Regions from separate parts of the Canis lupus genome. Here region 2 is linked to region 1. The links are chromatin contacts, called in public Hi-C maps. All regions are on one chromosome and are shown on one strand. The core of a region is the stretch at or near the end of the contact, and the rest is flanking DNA. Distances in the headings are between cores, read along the strand shown.

Region 1 (5,104 bases), core at 258-2,757:
GTTACTTTAAAAATTCTCCCGGCTGGCAATTCCAATTATATATTCAGTGCATGTAAGAAATTCCTTATTTTTAATGTAAAGAGGTTTGTAATTCTTATTAATAGAAAATCCAGTTCCTCTCAACTCCATGCTGAACAGATATTTAAAGAAAATTGACCTATTTATGTACTGCCAAATGATTAGTCTCCTGGTAATGGACTTTTCCTCCATCCAGGGCTGGCCCCTTCTCCCAGGTAAAAATGGGACTGCTCCATCTGATTACCTGAGCTGGGCACCCGAAGAGGCTATATCTTATGAAGCACTGCCAATTAATTATGTTTGGCACCCCAGATAACCTATGTGGTAGTCTTCTCTAATAAAAAAAATTTTGTAGGAGTCTAAAAGATAAAAGACTATCTCTGCCTTAGAGCCACCATATTCTCCTGGGTATTCCAAAATATCAAGGACTTGCATATTCTACACTGCGGTTTTGCACACATCCTGTGCATGTTAAACAGGACTGTACGTTTAGTGTTCAAAAATATAGTCTCTCCTGATCTCTGGGTGGCTCAGTGGTTTAGCGCCGCCTTCGGCCCAGGATGTGATCCTGGAGTCCCGGGATCGAGTCCTACGTCGGGCTTCCTGCATGGGGCCTGCTTCTCCCTCTGCCTGTGTCTCTGCCTCTCTCTCTGTATCTATCATGAATAAAAAAATAAAATCTTTATATATATATATTCTTATATATATTCATATATATATACTCTATGATGATTGCACCCAAAAGTCATGCGTAAGCTTTAAATCCTTTCTAGGAGGATCCACTGTTTGCAAACAGATTCTTCTCTTCCTGGCCGTTGGACCTAAAGCGAGCAATCTAACTTTTCTGTGCTTCGGCTTCGTCCTGGGCAAGAATACTAATTCCTGCATTACAGGCTGGCGTCGAGGAGCAAGCAAGACGGCACAGGTACAGCGCTCTGCGCAGTCCCCGCCGGGCGTGCCCCGGTTCGGGCACGGGTCGGCGAGGTTGTGCACGGTGCAGCCCCGCATCTCCGCACTCGGCTTCCGGCCACGACTTCAGTGCGACGCCTCCCAGGCTCGGGGGTTCAGGAACCTAAGAGGAGGGCGCGCTGTGTAGACGAGAGTGGGTAGTGCAGGGGTCAGGGTGCCGAGGTCAGCAGGCAGCCCTTTGGTTGGGGGGGAGGGGGCGGCAGCGTGCAAAGAAGCCCGAGGGGAGGTCTCAGGACTTCGGGCACCCAGGACGCCTGGGCGGGAGGTTCCCGAGTTGCGGAGACCCGCCTACACCCGCTTCCAATCCCCCCGCCTCCCTGCGGCCTAGCCCCGCCCCTTTCTCCCTCCGGGGGCGCGAAGCGGGGAAGCGGACGCGGACGCCGACGCGGTTGCCTAGCAACACACCTTTCCCAGGATGCCTAGGGTGTTGTGTTCTCTTAGCCAATCAGAGAGGCGAGGCGGCCTCCCCGCGGGCCAATAGGCTGCCAGGCCCGGGCCCGCGTCGGTTAAACCGGGCTGGAGACCCGAGCGGCTGCGCGGTGGCCCGGAGCGGTCTCGGAGCCGGCGGAGCGACCTGCGGGAGGCCTGCGGCGGCCGGGCCATGCCGACGCGGGCGGAGGACTACGAGGTGCTGCACACCATTGGCACGGGCTCCTACGGCCGCTGCCAGAAGATCCGGAGGAAGAGCGACGGCAAGGTGAGCGCGGGCCGCCTCCCTGTCTCCGCCGCTGCAGCGCTTTCTCCCGCCCGCGGCGAGCGCCCTCGGCCCCTGGGGTGGCTGGCGGGGGAGCGAGAGGCCCGCCTTCCAGGTCTGCGTCTGTCCGGGCTTGCTCCGGGGCTGGGGATCCAGCCTGCATCTTTTGAGATCTTCCTATCTGTATTTTTTTCCCCCTTCCCTCCTTTTTCCTGCTTTGACTTGCTAAGGGCCTCCCATTAGTGACAGGTAGGTAGCTCGAGTGTTGAGCTCTTTCCAGAATAGAGCGGCCCCCTCGGACATAGGAAAGAGGCAGGGACCACCGGGACCTGGAGCTTTTTGTCTTGCAGTCAGAGCTCGTTTAAAAATACCCGTTCTTCGGATTATTGGATTCTTCTTTCCCAGGGTGTGCAGGTAGATCTTAATACGGGAAGAAACAATGGAGAGGAAACTGCCTGCCTGTCTGGGGCTGGAGGGATCTTTCTTCCCAAGGTCTCTCACCCTGGAAAAGTGGGCCCGGTTGGAATGATGAGGGGCTTTGATTACCTCTTTTTTTTTTTTTAATATTTTACTTATTTATTCGTGAGAGACACACACAGAAGCAGAGACACAGGCAGAGGGAGAAGCAGGCTCTCTGCGGGGAGCCTGATGTGGGACTCGATCCCAGGACTCCGGGATCACACCCTGAGTGAAAGGCAGATGCTCAACCACTGAGCCACCCAGGTGTCCCTATTACCTCTGCTCCAGCTTTGACGAAAGTAACTTTCCCGAAAGTAACTTTTCTACCACAAAGCACCTGAAGGCAGCGGTTTGGGGGGAGGCCGAATATGTGCCTCATGCCCCTGTCTCCCATTGCATCATTTACTGCTTGAAATTGAGGGCAAAGTTACAGAAATAAATGCAGGGGTTCTTAAGTTTATTGAAGTAAACTAGATGATAACAAATATGTGATCTATTTAATAAAGAAGTGACTTTTAAAATTTTTAAATTTTAGGGGCACCTGGATGGCTCAGTGGTTGAGCATCTGCCTTTGGCTCAGAGCGTGATCCCAGGGTCCTGAGATCCAGCCCCGCATCAGGCTCCCTGCCTGCTTCTCCCTCTGCCTGTGTCTCTGCCTCTCTCTCTGTCTCCCATGAATAAATAAATAAAATCTTAAAAAAAATTTTTTTTAAAATTTTAGAATGTTCGTTCTTTGAGTATAATGAGTTCATTCATACCTTGGAAATTCTTACTTCAGGTATTAGTTTGGAAAGAACTTGACTATGGCTCCATGACAGAAGCCGAGAAACAGATGCTTGTTTCTGAAGTGAATTTGCTCCGTGAACTGAAGCATCCAAACATTGTCCGTTACTATGATCGAATTATTGACCGAACCAACACAACACTGTACATTGTAATGGAATATTGTGAAGGAGGGGACCTGGCTAGTCTAATTACAAAGGGAACAAAGGAAAGGTAAATTCGTCTTTTAAACTTAAGCTAAAAACGGGCCAAGTTTTCTTTTTTGTTAAGCATCCTGTTTTAGGATTGGGGATGAAGTACTTAGTAATGGGAAAGACTTCTTGTATTTGTTTGATGGGTTGACAGCACTTTAGAAAATCTCTGGTGAATCAACACCCATATCTCATATTGAAAATAAGAGTTTATTTCCCTATTTGTACATTCTGAAAACTAGAGACTTCACGTTATCCCATTTTTTAAATGGCTTTGTTCATAAGTTATATGCTGTATAACTGCTTTGGTTTCAGACAATATTTAGAGGAAGAGTTTGTTCTTCGAGTGATGACTCAGCTGACTCTGGCCCTAAAGGAATGTCACAGACGAAGCGATGGTGGTCATACTGTGCTGCATCGTGATCTGAAACCAGCCAACGTTTTCCTGGATGGCAAGCAAAACGTTAAGCTTGGGGACTTTGGGCTAGCGAGGATATTAAACCATGATACAAGTTTTGCAAAAACATTTGTTGGCACACCCTATTACATGTCTCCTGTAAGTACTTCAGAATTTAAATACTTTTTAAACATCCTAATGCTAAGCATTCAAATGCAGGGAAATTGAGGTTTTGTTTACTTGTTTGCTTAGTAATACACAATAGCCAAGAATTATAACGTTCATTTTATTTATTTATTTATTTATTTATTTATTTATTTATTTTTAAATTTTTATTTATTTATGATAGTCACAGAGAGAGAGAGAGAGGCAGAGACACAGGCAGAGGGAGAAGCAGGCTCCATGCACCGGGAACCCGATGTGGGATTCGATCCCGGGTCTCCAGGATCGTGCCCTGGGCCCAAAGGCAGGCGCCAAACCACTGCGCCACCCAGGGATCCCTATAACGTTCATTTTAAATTTGTATTTTTTTCAAATGAACCACCAGACTATTAAATTCCTCTATATCAGCAATCAAAGTGAAGCTTTTTTTTTTTTTAAGATTTATTTATATATTTGAGAGAGAGCATGAGCAAGAGTGGAGGGAGAAGCAGAGGGTGAGGGAGAGAATCTCAAGCAGACTCCCCGCTGAGTGTGGATCTCAACTCGGGGCTGGATCCCCAGACCCTGAGATCATGACCTGAGCCAAAAGCAAAAGAGTCGGACAGTTACCCAACTGAGCTACCCAGGCATCCCTAAAGAGAAGCTTTTATTGAATGACTGTCCTGTGCCAAGTGCCAGGATTACAAAGATGAAATAGGTTTTGTCTCTGGCCTCAAGAGCAACATCTCCCAAAGTGCCGTGGGTCCTGTACTTCAGCTTGGACTTCTTTGGAGTGTTTGTTTAAAATGCAGAGTCCTGGACCCCAAACCCAAATCCAGTGAGTCTGGATCCCTGGACCAGTTCTTGTACTCTGCTTTCACCCCCATCCCCCTTCCACTTTTCATTTTGGACTCTGCCTTTTAACACACTCTCTAGATGATTCTTCTTGGTGGAGATTCACTCCAGATAACATGTTTTTACAGTGTTAGCTTCTTGTACTTGCTCTTTTTTTGTTGCTTTTTCCTGCAGGGAGCTGCAGCCCACTCACATTATGTATCCCTTCCCTCTGTTCCTGGATATTTTGTTTCCAAAATTTCTTACCCTTCTAAGGAGCCGGGCTCTGCATACCTTTGTGTGAATTGTTCTGTCTTCCTTTTTGGTTATTTCTTGGCCTGTAGCTCTCAGAATGAAATTGCTAGGTCAAAGAATATGAACTGTTTATGACTCTCTAGATACTACCTAATGGCTCTTGATAAGCTTGAAGCAGTATGCTATCACCAATGTGTTGTATATGAAATCTGAGCAGATACAGATGGAGATTTATTCATTTTTTTAAAGCAATTCACAAACATTTCCAGGATTTTCCAAATCTTTTTTAGTTATTTTCCCCAATCTGACTATAGTATAAAACTTTGTAAATTAACAGTTTTGTTTTTGACTAAGCTTAGACAC
Region 2 (5,738 bases), core at 2,627-5,126, 250 kb before region 1:
ATTGAATAGAAAGTTTGTTGTGTTTTTAGGAAGATAGATTCAAGTGGAAACTCTGATCTCAAGGAACTTGCTTTCTGGAAAAATGTATAAGGTTAAATACATGAAAGAAAACAGAAAGTGATGTCTCTCAAATGCTCAGGAGTTTATAGAGTCAGGACGATTTAAACATAAGGGAAAGGACAAGAAGAGATGATACTTTAAAGATGTTTTCTTTTTTTTACCCGTTACTTTAGACTTGTCAATTAAAACAAATGGAAGAAGAAAAAGCTGGGAGGTATTCATAGTCTCTGAAATGTAGTGCTACAAATAATTTATAATATTACCAGAAATATTTTCAGAAAGTAGTGACTAATGAGATTATGCTTTTTGCGCCCTTTTATATTTAAGTACTAACAAACATCAAAAATGTTGATATTAGGGCATCCCGGGTGGCTCAGCGGTTTAGTGCCACCTTCTGTCCAGGGCCTGATCCTGGAGACCCGGGATCGAGTCCCACGTCAGGCTCCTTGCATAGAGCCTGCTTCTCCCTCTGCCTGTGTCTCTGCCGCTCTTTCTCCCTCTGTGTGTGTGTCTCATGAATAAAATAAAAATCTTTTAAAAAAAAAAAAGGTTTAAAAAAATGTTATTAGCCTAACCTAATCTTTTCTTATATGAAATAATATCTTACAAGCTGTTTATTTCTTTTGAAAAATAACGTAATTTCAAAACCTTATTTTCAAATTGAATACAAATTACATTTTTAATCCATTTAAAAATTTTTTTTGTATAAACTCTAATACTTATGTCCTATCAAATCTCCATAAGATAGGTGGTAACATGTCAAGTTGGAAGGTTACTTAGGACGACTTTGAGAAAACCTGTCACTGTAGGAATTCTGTTTTGTCTATCACAGTGTTTTGTAGCCCTCAAAAATCCATGCCTTTTTGCTGAAACATCTTTTAAGCTTTATCTTGTGTAGTTTGTGTTACAAACAATAGATTTTTTCCCTTTTCCAAATTTATAATTTATTATAAAGTAGACTGTGTTTTCCCAGATGCTTCCTCGTCCTTGCAGATTCTGAGATGAGCACTGTTACCTCTACCTCTGTTCTCTTGATGTTAAAGACCAATTTAAAAATCATGGTATCCATATTCACTGAAGTCTTTTTTTTACTTTGTGGATTTGCATAATAGCAAAAATGTTGTTTTGCCAAAACAGACTTAACATTGGAAAATTGATATTTTGATGCTTTAATAATTCAGAAGTTTCTGGGCTCTATTTGGTACCTGGGAGGTACTTCAGGATGATAATTTAGAATTTTGCTTATGTTAGATAAGCCATGTTAATTTTTCTGACATATCAGAGTGTAGAAAAGTGTTTAGAATTTGAGTCACTGCTTGATTCCTAAAGTTGATGCTTTACTAACCTGAGATTTAAAGGATTGCCTACAGATTTTAATTGTGTGATCTAGCTTTGCCTTGCTTCTTCCTCTCTTGATTTTTAGCTTATTGTATTTCTGTTCTTCTTGGGGTCTCTGTCTCTGTAGGATGTTGGGAAGTCTGGCATCAATAATTCCTGAGAGGAAGAATGCTCATCATAGTATTCGTCAGAGTCTGGACTCACATGATAATGTAGAAGTCGAAGCTGCCGTTTTTGCTGCTGCAAACTTCTCTGCACAGTCAAAGTAAGCATTGGCTAAAGAAAAGGTTTTGAAGGAATAAATAATCAATATACATAAACACTAAATGAAAAATGTAAGTGGTAAGGTGTATTTTCCAGGAGGATTTACATCATGTTGGGGGAAAAAAACTTCAATACATAATACAGAACGGTTAAGTACATATGTTGGCATTAACTGCACATGAAATAAGAATTTCCAGAAGGACAGATTGCACAGATTAGTTAGGGAGGGCTTCATTGGGAAGCAGTTTTGTCCACTTAGGCATCCCCCTCTAAACATACATGGTTCTAATGCTAAATTGCTGCTTTCTTATTGTCTTCCCAAGGTTAGCTTTTTTGGCATTAGAACTATGTACAAAAAAAAAAAAAAAAAAAAAAAAGAACTATGTACAGTTTGACAAAGATAGTAATTTGAGTTGAAACCAGTTTTAACCTATTTGGGATGTCATATCCTATATTATTATCTTATAAAACAATTTTTTTTTTGGATGCAATGCTGACCATGATTATGTTACTATATCTAAAAATACAAATTATCTTCTTTACTAACTGATATCAAAAATAGCATTGCTTTCTGGAGGCATTTTGGTAATATGCATTTGCTTTAAACATGTTCATCCTTTTATCCCCTTTAAGTGGACCTGAAAATCAACCTCTGAGAACTTATCCTGTAAGTCAGCAATGTGTACTGATACTTATTTGCAAGGATGCTAGTTGTAATGTTACAGAAACAACAACAAAATTTAGTAGCAACCTAACTTCCAACCACAATGAAATATTATCTCAGCTCTTAACAAATATATTTTAGAAGTATATTTGGAGAACAGGTTATATCATAATTTATGTGATATTATAGAGTATATTTTTTAAGAGGTATTTGTATTGATAAAATAGAAAAAAGACAAAGGGTATATATCAAAATACTGTCTCTGGGTGATAAGATGGTATCTTATTTTCCTTTTTTATTAAATTTCTCTATATACTGTCAGGAGCAACTTTGGGCTTTATAACCAGATGGATAGCATTATTTTTAAAAGTAAAAAAATGGCATTTCCATTAAAAATTTCTGCTAAATTTGCATAAAACATGGACCAGTCACCAACTTTCTGCTAAATTTGCATAAAACATGGACTAGTCACCAACTTTCTCCAGATTTTAATTATAATCTACTGTAGTAAATTTTCATTTCCTGTAATGCCAAAAAATACTTTTCTAAATTTCGTTTCTAAATTTAGATGATACATTTGTAATTTAGTGATTATGTTTAACGAAAACCATTTTTGGTTCAAGTTTTCTCGTGTTACTATCAAGCTAATTTTATTAGCTCTGGAATTTCTGATCTGTTTTGGATAAGGTTTAGACTAAGTAACATAGAAACATTCTTCATTTATAGTATTGATGACCAGTAAACAATTTTTTTTAAGATTTTATTTATTCATTCATGAGAGACACACACAGAGAGAGAGGCAGAGACATAGGCAGAGGGAGAAGCAGGATCCCAGGTCCCTGGGATCATGCTCTGAGCAGAAGGCAGACGCTGAACCACTGAGCACCCAGGCGTCCCACCAAACACTTAAATTAAAAGTTTATGTAGAAGCAGTTTATAACATAATAGGCTTCCGATCGCTTCTCAGCCTTTTGGCTAATAAGATCAAGTGTAACATAACAGGCTTCTGTGATATAATTTGTGATATTTAAAAATACCAAATTAGTGCAATAGGAAAGGCTGAAGAGCCTATCAAATGTATCAGAGTGTAAAATTAACTAATTGTATAATGAAGTCTATATTTTTTTTTTGAACTGTATCTTTTTGAGATTAGCATTTACCTTTTCTTCTAAAATGATGATGACCTGGCTTGAGATCAAATACCTCAACCAGTGCTAGTGAGTTTTTGTCTTAGTATCTCTATTTATCAATTTTGTATCTTAAATTAGAGCAACTGGCCAAATAAGACCTTAAGAATATTAGTAATACTGTTCTCCCTCTGTCTATTATCATAACCACATCTCAACTGTTTTTAAAAAGATTAAGATTTTATATATTTAAAGAGCTAGTCCCCTGGGTGACAAAGTAGGAGTTGGAAACCCAAATACATTCAGAAATTGGGGAAACATTATTAGTGTGAGAGGTGCCCTCTAGCGGCCACTCTGCTGAACTAGATAGTGCACTCACATCTAAAAGCTAGGCCTTGGTCCCAGCTGATCCGGACAGTACCGGAATGAATGTATACCCAGTGTTGTCAGAGCTGACTTTTTTGTCGGCGGAGGGGGCGGTATACGTGGAAGCTGGAAAATCTGATTATTCTCTTTACAGTCTTTTTTTTTTAAGATTTTTATTTATTTTTTTGACAGAATGAGAGCACAAGCAGGGGGAGCTGTAGACAGAGAGGGAGAAGTGGACTCCCCACTAAGCAGGGATCCCAACAAGGGACTCAGTCCCAGGACCCTGGGATCATAACCTGAGCCAAAGGCAGATGTTTAACCCACTGAGTCACCCAGGCATCCTTCTTTATAGTCTTATTACCATATGGGACTCTATTAACATACATTCTTAATGTTGACTTTAAGAATTTTTAAAAGTATTACTAGACAAAAAAAAAAAAAGAAAAGTGCAGACTTTTAATTTGCAATTTATTGGCACTAAAGGCCCATAACAGATTTAAAATTTTGAGCTGTATTAAAGTTACCTAAGTTACTGGAGAAATGCTTATTAACTATCTACCTCCTCCAGATAGTAGTCTCAGTGCCCAGGAGTATAGAGGTGGAGAAGATAAAGGCCCTATTGTTGTGTAAACACAAAATAGTTTCAGATGTGGGTTAATGTTATGTAAAAATAAAAACAATTTTGTGATAGAAATAATACAGTTTCATCACTGTGATAATGACCTGAGTGAGTTGCTTTAAGTAGAGTGATCAGGGAAGGCCTCTCTGACGAGGTAACATTTGAGCTGAAACTGAATGATTAAAGAGGCAGCAAGTTAGAAGAACATTCTAAGAAAGAATAACAAGTGTAAGAGCCATCTCAAATGTGAATGAGTTGTCTATATATACCTGATACACCTCTTATTACCTGAAAGACATTTGTAAGTTAACTTTTTCTTGTCAAATGTGAAACTGGTATCTTTGAACAATAGTTTTCAAACTATTTGGTATCTTTACACTTCCAAGCATTATTGAGATCCTCACAGAGCTTTTTTGTTTTCATGGACTATATCAATTGATACTTAAAATATTAAAAATTTAAATAGCTACATTTAAAAAAATACTTGTTCATTTTTAAAATAGCAATTCTCTAAATATGTTAATGTAAAAATACTTCTATGAAAATAATTGTTTTCCAAAACAAAAAAGCAGTTTTGTGAGATGAGTAGCATTGTTTTACACTTTTGCAAATCTTTTTCGTGTCTGGCTGGATTCTTATGTCTGTTTATGTATTCAACATTTCTGTTGCAATATCTTATGATAAGGTATATGAAATAAATCCAGCCTCACACAGATACATAGTTGGAAAAGAGAAGAATATTCATAAAGACTTTATAAGTAATTATGGATATTTTTCTTTGATGTTATACCAAAAGTAGATAGGTGGTGGTTTCTTACAAGCTAATTGCAGTGTGGACTCTAAAAATGCTATCATTGAACTTGTACTACATTACATTGAAATCTACTAGAATCTCTTACCCATGTATGGTTTTATAATTTATGTATTGGTCTTCTTGAAAATATTGGTTCACTGTGTTATGCAGGTCTTCTAGATGATGACCCATTTTATTGTATTAAAGGATCACATTTGTTACTTGCCACCAGTCTCAGGAAATTCTTTAAATATTAAGCTGTCAAGCTCATGGTGATAGATACAAGTTTTCTGAAATTCTGATTTTTGTTTAGATTGTTTCTCAGATTGACAAAAAATTTTCCCAGTTATGTTTATCAGGTTGACAGAAAATTTTCCCAGTTGTGTTCCATGAATCGACAAGGTGACTTTATTCATTTTTTTGAGAAAATGTCTGCCAAATAGCCAAGTGTGAATAACCACGAAGTTTCATGAAAAAATGACTAATTCATCTCATAACTCAGAT

Evidence for each region. Hi-C and Micro-C count contacts between places; a contact is called where the count stands out from the background.
Region 2: a Hi-C map of blood shows a contact between it and region 1, with 3 times the contacts expected there. The contact joins the enhancer-like site here to the promoter of NEK2 in region 1. A contact is called at or near these places in 3 of 9 Hi-C or Micro-C datasets (amygdala and blood).

The regions. Positions count from the first base shown.
Region 1 is chr7:9,904,408-9,909,511 of UU_Cfam_GSD_1.0, reverse strand. It overlaps NEK2 (serine/threonine-protein kinase Nek2), which reads left to right and starts at 1,507. Exons shown (of 8, transcript XM_038542071.1): 1 at 1,507-1,684; 2 at 2,919-3,136; 3 at 3,430-3,670. The coding sequence starts at 1,589.
Region 2 is chr7:10,153,764-10,159,501 of UU_Cfam_GSD_1.0, reverse strand. It overlaps INTS7 (integrator complex subunit 7), which reads left to right. Exons shown (of 20, transcript XM_038542073.1): 4 at 1,526-1,663. Among named protein-coding and RNA genes, the nearest start is that of INTS7, 23 kb to the left of the region's middle. Within about 2 kb of position 3,876, at least 2 of the 20 cell types and tissues checked have an H3K27ac peak or open chromatin away from gene starts, as enhancers often do. A contact at or near this core is called in blood, where this site is marked.